2 separate regions of the Mus musculus genome follow, and region 2 is linked to region 1. Evidence: chromatin contacts called from public promoter capture Hi-C data. All regions are on one chromosome and are shown on one strand. The core of a region is the stretch at or near the end of the contact, and the rest is flanking DNA. Distances in the headings are between cores, read along the strand shown. Region 1 has its middle 29 kb from the start of Gm26685. Region 2 holds the start of Tbx19 (T-box 19).

Region 1 (3,604 bases), core at 345-2,844:
GCATGTTTTTGTGGGGTATTTTCTTGAATTATGGTTGATATGGGAGGGCTAGCCCACTGTGGGTGATACCTCCCTCGAGTCTCAAGTAAGGTGAGCGAGCCATGGAAAGTAAGCCAGGAAGCAACACTCCTCTCCAGTCTACTTCAGTTCCTGCCTGGAGGCTCCTTCCCTGACTTGACTTCCCTCAATCATGGACTGTGACTCTTTAGTGGAAATAAACCCTCTCCACCCCGCCTTAGTTGATTTAGGTTGGTGTTTTATCACGCACCAGAAAAACAACCTAAAACAATGAAGGGTCTTTCCCGAGATCCACTTACAAAACTCTATCCTAATCTTAAAGTTCGGAAGACCCCCATGCCAAGCTGCTTCTTCAATAGGGATCCGTCTAGGCATTTCTTCATGATCTGGACCTGATTAATAATTTTGGGAGGAAGGCTGCACATGTGACTTTGGGTGCTCCCCAGTGTATACCCATCGGGGGCACAGTTGGCACCACACACGTTTCTCCATTTCACTTTCCCCCCTCCTTCCTGCTGTCAGTGAAGAAGCAGTTTGTGGGGCGACAGCTCGTGGCTTTCCACTGCCGCTAGTTCCTTGTATGCTGGACTGTGCCATTTGAAATTACCTATCCTTAAATATTTCAGTTATGAAATTTCATTTTCTGGGTCAGAGAGGTAGCTTAGTTGGTAGAGTGCCTGATATGCAAAAGGCCCTGAATTTGACATCTAGCATTTGAGAGAGAGAGAGAGAGAGAGAGGGAGAGAGAGAGAGAGAGAGAGAGAGAGAGATATGAACATACTGCCATGCTCCTGTAATCTAATCACTTGGGCAATGTAGGTAGGAGGATCAGAAGTAGCAAGTTGGAAGCCAGCCTATGCACCTCTCTCTCTCTCTCTCCTTCCTCCCCCTCCTCCCCCCTCCTGTCTATCTGTCTCTCAATTTGACAGCCCCAATATTTGCAATTGTTAGTTGTCTAAATATGTTGTCACTAGCAACCGCCCTCTTGTTTGCTTGACCATCTTCCTGAGTTCCCAACTTGAGTTTAATGATCTTGGAGCCCCGTGGTTCAGCCTTAGTGAACCTTTTTTTCTAAAGACAGTTCGCCTTTGAGTTTTTCAAACAGAGGGAAGGGTCCAGCCTTCGGTGATAGCTTTTGACTTAGAGCAAGAATAGGTTTAGCGGGCTGGAGAGATGGCTCAGTGGGTAAGAGAACTGACTGCTCTTCCGAAGGTCCTGAGTTCAAATCCCAGCAACCACATGGTGGCTCACAACCATCCGTGATGAGATCTGATGCCCTCTTCTGGTGTGTCTAAAGACAACTACAGTGTACTTACATATAATAAATAAATAAATTAAAAAAAAAAAGAATAGGTTTAGCACCCTCACCCCACTATTTTCTAAGATGCCCCAGAAAAGCTGGTAACATCTGATCTCTTTTGTTTGGCAATAGGGCTTCTAAAGATGTATGAAGTCAGTGGCTATGGTTAATTACAGGGTTTATGAGGCTGAGGAAGGAGTGTCATGAGGTCACAGTCACCCTGAAGACTCTGTGGGAAGACTCTTTCTCAAGAGAAAAGAAAAAGAAAGAGCTAGGGCGGGGTGCTGTAAGATGGCTCAGCAGGTGCAGGCACTTCCCACTAAGCCTGATGACTTTGTGTAGCCCTAGGCCCTGCATGGCAGGAGAGAAAAGATCCTCATTAGCTGTCCTCTGACACAAGTGCACCCACCTCAAACAAACAAATAAGTGTAGTTAAAAGAAAAAAAAAGCAAAAAGAGCAATAAAGATATTATTGCCTCATGAAATATCACAGGGACCCCAAAGCTGAGAAAGCAAAGCCAGTCACAAGGAAATTCGTGGTCTGGTTTTTAAAAGTCTCACCGAATAAATTATAAATGGATAACCCCAAGTGTTCACAAAGCTTTCAAAGGGATTGTATCAGCTTACACCAAAAGGCTCACAACCAGCACAAATGAAATGGGACATTTGGATTCCTCGATACATGTAATGAGCTGGCTGAAAAAATTACTCTGTGGCAGAGCCAAGTACTCTGTGGGCAGTGCCAAGAGGTTCAGAACGAGCAGCAGACCCAAGAGCCTTAGTGAACACCGGGCAGGCAGTTTGTGCCCCTCTGGGTTTCAGAAAGATGTCTGGACCTGTGACTGCTATGCACCTCATGCGTCCTTCCTTTATGAACAGGAGTGTCTGTCATAGTTATGTTGAACTATTATATCACTGGGGGTTGGGGGTGGAAGGTAGGAGGTGGGGATGGGGGTGAGGGTGTGTTCAGTAACTTTAGCTTACTCTTTATAGTGGAGGAATGGTACTCAAATTGCTATATTTGAAGTGCTTGGTTTAAACAATGGCCTAATGTCGTGATAGAGTGAGATTTGGTGGTCCTAGAGGCAAGTATTTATCAAGGAAGAGGGGTAAATTGTTGACTAAACAATGGTAGTTTCCAGATATAGCCCCAACAATACCTTTTGTTTTTGCAATGTGATCTTGACTCATTGAGGGGCGGAGACTATAACCCTTTCTTTGAAACTGAGCACATGTGGAACTAGAGCAGAAACAAAACTCTGTTGAAAACTAGGGTACCATCCTACCTAGCTCCCTTGAGATGCTTGTTCTTAATACTTAGGGCTTTCTCCTTGTGGAGAGGCAAGAGGAGAGGTGACATGAGAGTTCCATGGACTGCCATAGCCGAGGTCCTTCTAGCCAACAGTCCCTGCGGACTGCCACTTTGACTGATCCTTTATAAAATCCCATTTGCTTACCATCAGATAATCCCCAGGGATCAAGTCACTCCACCTGGTAGTTCATAGTTTAGTATAGAGACAAGCTGTCCATTTCTGAATTTATAATTCACACATGACTATGTAGGCCTGGAAAAGTGTTGTTTTTTTGGGGGGGGGGAGGATGTTGTGTTAGACCTAGTGGGGAAACCCCCACCCAATTCCCAATTCGGCGTGCACCCAAAAAAATCACGAAGGACCATCTCTTGATGTAACTACATGAGGACGTTTAATGACGGAGCTCCGGACCGACATGCATCCCACACAGGAGATAATGCATGTCGGCCCCGAGGCTTGAAAGCTAGGGGGTTTTATGGGGTAAGGGGCTTAGGGGTGTGGAATTCAGCATAGCGACACACTATTGGTTTATTCAAACATTAACAGAAAGATTACAGGGCATCAGGACTTTGTTCCTGTGGGCTGGGGGCTTATCTTTGTTCACATAGCAACCAGTTGATGTATGACTTTACCCGGCATCAAGGGGCAGTAGACAGAGGGGAGGTTCCGGCCAGGTGGTGTTGACCCAGACAAGATAGCCCTGCTTGTACAATCAAGCCATTCTTAGGAATGTCTTAACAACAGCCCTGTCTGTTCTGCTTTGTTCTCGGCCCCAGGCCGGAGGCTCATAGACAACTCTTTTACATGAATCACAAGATACAAAATCTCATTTTCTTTCAGTTGCAGACCTCTGAGAGAATCTGTCTCCACTGAACCATACTCAGTGGGTAAATACTGACCAACTGGGGTGCTAACAGGAGGCAAGTGTAAAAGATGTGAAGAACACACAATAATAACATTTCTACCTTTACCT
Region 2 (3,604 bases), core at 435-2,934, 630 kb after region 1:
AGGGACCGAATCCGATTGAGAATGTGGGGTAGACCTTTGAAATTAAAAATATTTTATACAAAGAAAAGAAACGTGTGAAATTAAATTTTCAAATATTCAAAGCCATAAATGTATAGTACACACATGGGAGTCTGTGTGGAAAGTAAAAGACTGTCACTTTTACACAAGGTTGGTAGCTTTGCTACTGTGATCGCAGTGTATAAAATGTGTGTGTTTACTGTATAACTTTGTCTTACAGTAGTTTATTGTCATGCAACAGCTCTCACGTTCATAATCCTCCCAGCTGTACAAGGGACAGCTCTCTTTCGTTGCTGTGTTTTATTCATAATTACAAAGCTAAGACACCAGAAATTGAAGGCTTTTTATCAACGACAAAAGTCAGCCTGAGGTTCAGCTAATTTCAACTTTTCTCTCTAAGCAAAATTTCTCTCAAGGTGTAAGAAAAAGAGTCTGGGCTCAACTAACACTACTGAAAATGTCCTTCGGGTACTTTGTGTCCATAGGTACCCAAAGATGTGTGAGCATGCAGTGGGAGTCTCTTTCAAAACATTTGCATCTCCTCTGCTAAGCTCAAGCTTTAAAGTTCCCTCAAAGGCGCCTAACAGGCTAAGCTTCACAGGATCTGAGAAATGCCAGCAGGGAGCGGTATGGACAATCCCCACTCTTTGCAGGGAGAATGAAAGAAGAAAACTTCTCTTTCCTAAAACTGGGCATTAGAGCTTCATTCCCTATTATACGCCAGCTTTCCTAACTATGTGAAACACACAATCGAAACTCATTCTCCCTCAACATGCACAAGGAAGCAGGCAGAGAGAGATAGGCCATGTGGCCCTTTCAATCCCAGTCTTCAACTAGTCAAAATCGTCTGACAGACAGGTGTGCTGTGCTTAAGAACAAACTATCCAGTTTCCAAATAAAGTCAACTTTCACATTATCTGAACAGGACTGAACACAGGTCTGCTCCAGGGGACACAGTCATTCAAAAATTAATACCAGTTTCTGACAGTTGAGTCCACTTCCCCAATGCATGGGGCATGCTCCCCTGCAAAATAATTCCCCATATAATACATGTAGGTAAGACAGGTGGCCTCCATCTTCCACTGCTCTGATTATCTCAAAGAAATTAAGTTGGCTGAGTGACGGCCAGCCGAGACTGTCTTTAAGATGTTCAGAGCCTGCTGCCTCTGAACGAAGAGTGGTAGCCTCTTTACTACCAAAGGTGTCTTACCTTCCTCGCCAAGCAAAGGCTAGCACAAGTGGGCTGCAGTCAAACTCACCTGCCGTTCTTGGTCACGATCATTTCATTAGTGACTTCCTTGAATCTCTGCCAGAGGGGAGCATCCTCCAGGATGATCTGAAGTTGCTTCTCTGTAGGGTCTCCCTTCTCCCTCCCTGCCTGGAGCTCACTTTCCACCACGTTAAGCAGGCGAGACACAGTGCCTTCGCCAGCCTTCTGTGTGGCCAGTTCACTCATGGCTGTAGACCCTTTCAAACTTTGCTGAGAGCCGTTCCCACTTTCTCTGCCTCCGGCTCCTTCCTTCCCTCACTTGCTGGCTTTTCGACCCCAGCTGGTCAGTGTCTGGGAGTAGAATAAGATGCCTTGGCTCTTGCTAAAGCTTCCAGTGTGACACCCCTGAAAGTCTCCAAATTATACCACCAACCTGTTAAGCTTCAGTTGGGGAGCAGGGAGGAGAGGGTGGGGGGAGGTGGAGAAGAAAAAGCGCTCTCTTAATTACTCACTGGATCAGGTGGGAGTCAGCCTGGCTTTCCCATTGGCCGCCCTGCCTACAGTAGACGTTTAAGAAGAGTACTCCATCCAAATTATCAGGCTTTTATCTTGTTGTACCTGAAGAGGTCTAATCGGTGTATTGAGGACCGTTTTCCCGTTAATTAAAATTATTCCAGGCCCGGACTGCAACAATCAGTCAAATCATGTCTGCGTATAAATTGTGGCATGTGGCACCTATAGAAAAGGAGGTGCTGGCAGGGGAGCCACAAACTTGCTGTCTGGGCAAGCTGTCCTGGCAGAGTAGTCAGCTGAACTCCCTCCACCCTGATCTAGCAACTTGAACAGACACAGAAGCCCTGCAGACAAGAGCAGTCTATGCTGAGGGTGAAGGGCTCTGTGCCAAGATACAAGACCTGAGAATAAAGGAAGTCTCTCTGCATGCTACACTCAAGAAACTGAAGTCAGGAGGAAAAGAACTACAGACCTCTTTCCCCTAGGGAGCTCCTCTGTCATCTCCCCACTGACTGTACCCACCCACATTCACACCCTTTTTACCTCTAAGGTCCTTTTCATTTTCAGCTTTGAACTTTGATCTTCCTCCCTCGAATCCAGACCCCTAGTCTCTCTTATCTCCAGTCCTAGTGAAAGGAAGGGGGAAAGTAATTTGTCCTGAACTATTCTAAGAAAAACTCTGCGCCTCCTGGGTGGGAATCAACGTTTTACATCATTGGACTGAGTGATGCTAATCGTTGGTCCAAAAAGGCTCCCAGTTCTCTTTTGGGACAGCCGTGGCCAACGCTGTCCTTCCGGATTGAGTCCCGCTATTCCCTGAGGATGTAATTAGTAGAAACGGTTACTTCTCCTAAAGACACAGCACAGGGTGGCTGGATGGGGAGGTAGAAACCATGAAGGAGACCATCAAAACAGCTGGAACACCCCAACCCTAGGAGAGCCTAGGGTGCTGGTTTATCTTGTTATAAAAGAAAACAAGAATGTCAGAGCAATGGGGAAATAAAAGCAGAAAACTTAGGGGGAGTCTGAATGTGGAGGATGCCAAACATGAACTGAGTACCTACTAAGCACTCCACAGAAGTGATAGAAGAGAAGCGATATCTTCGTAGAACGACCCATCTGACAGGGGAAAGAAGTGACATGAAGTAGTTTGGTTATCAGCCACGGTAAGAAAATAAAGATCATGCAAAAGGACGAAGTGGTGGAGGAAGCCATGCAAGGTGAGGCGGGGCTGGGGTGGGGAGGGTCCTGATTAGATGCTGTGCTGTAGAAAGGCGATTTGAGAAGGCATCTCAACAGTGACGGAAAGGACACAGAGAAAGTTGAGTATCCAGAAGAGGGGACCCAGTAGTCATGGCTAGGACCAGGCAGGGACCTGCTAGAGGGCAGAGTAGTAGGACTCACTGCTCAAGGGGGAAATGTGGGCAGCACTGAACTGGGTATGAGGGAACCAATGTCTAGCATGATGAATTAGTCCACTTACTGAGGCAAAGAAGCTGAGGGGGATGGGGACTCAAGCAGAGCCACACTTTATTTGGAAATTGATGTTGCAATTCTATACATATTTATAATTTTAAAACGTGGTAGGATATATACTGACCCGAAAGATAACCACACCCTGACCCACAGAGCATATATCACCTCACACAATAAAAAGGTACACTGAAGGTGTGGTTTAAGAAGGGATCTGAAAGCCTGCTCCCAGGGTCATGCCTCCTCGAAAGAGGCCATACCTCCTAACCTTCCCAAGTGGGTCACGTAATCAAAGCCTGAAAGTTAGCATGTATCTCTGAGAGAGAACATGTGGCAGTTGGTTTTCTGGCTCTGGGTTACCTCCCTTGGAATGATTATTTCCGGTTCTAT

The links. Promoter capture Hi-C pulls out the DNA fragments that hold promoters and counts their contacts.
Region 2: a contact with region 1 is called in a promoter capture Hi-C map of trophoblast stem cells, with 4 times the contacts expected there. The contact joins the promoter of Tbx19 here to the enhancer-like site in region 1. A contact is called at or near these places in 3 of 39 promoter capture datasets (cranial neural crest, frontonasal cranial neural crest and trophoblast stem cells), 1 of 115 datasets of contacts at active chromatin or transcription factors (differentiating embryonic stem cells) and 2 of 9 other capture datasets (embryonic stem cells and liver).

Annotation. Positions count from the first base shown.
Region 1 is chr1:164,530,332-164,533,935 of GRCm38.p6, forward strand. No RefSeq gene overlaps it. Among named protein-coding and RNA genes, the nearest start is that of Gm26685, 29 kb to the left of the region's middle. Within about 2 kb of position 1,595, at least 11 of the 459 cell types and tissues checked have an H3K27ac peak or open chromatin away from gene starts, as enhancers often do. A contact at or near this core is called in trophoblast stem cells, where this site is marked.
Region 2 is chr1:165,159,089-165,162,692 of GRCm38.p6, forward strand. Tbx19 (T-box 19) reads right to left here and starts at 1,685. Exons shown (of 8, transcript NM_032005.4): 1 at 1,278-1,685. The coding sequence starts at 1,474.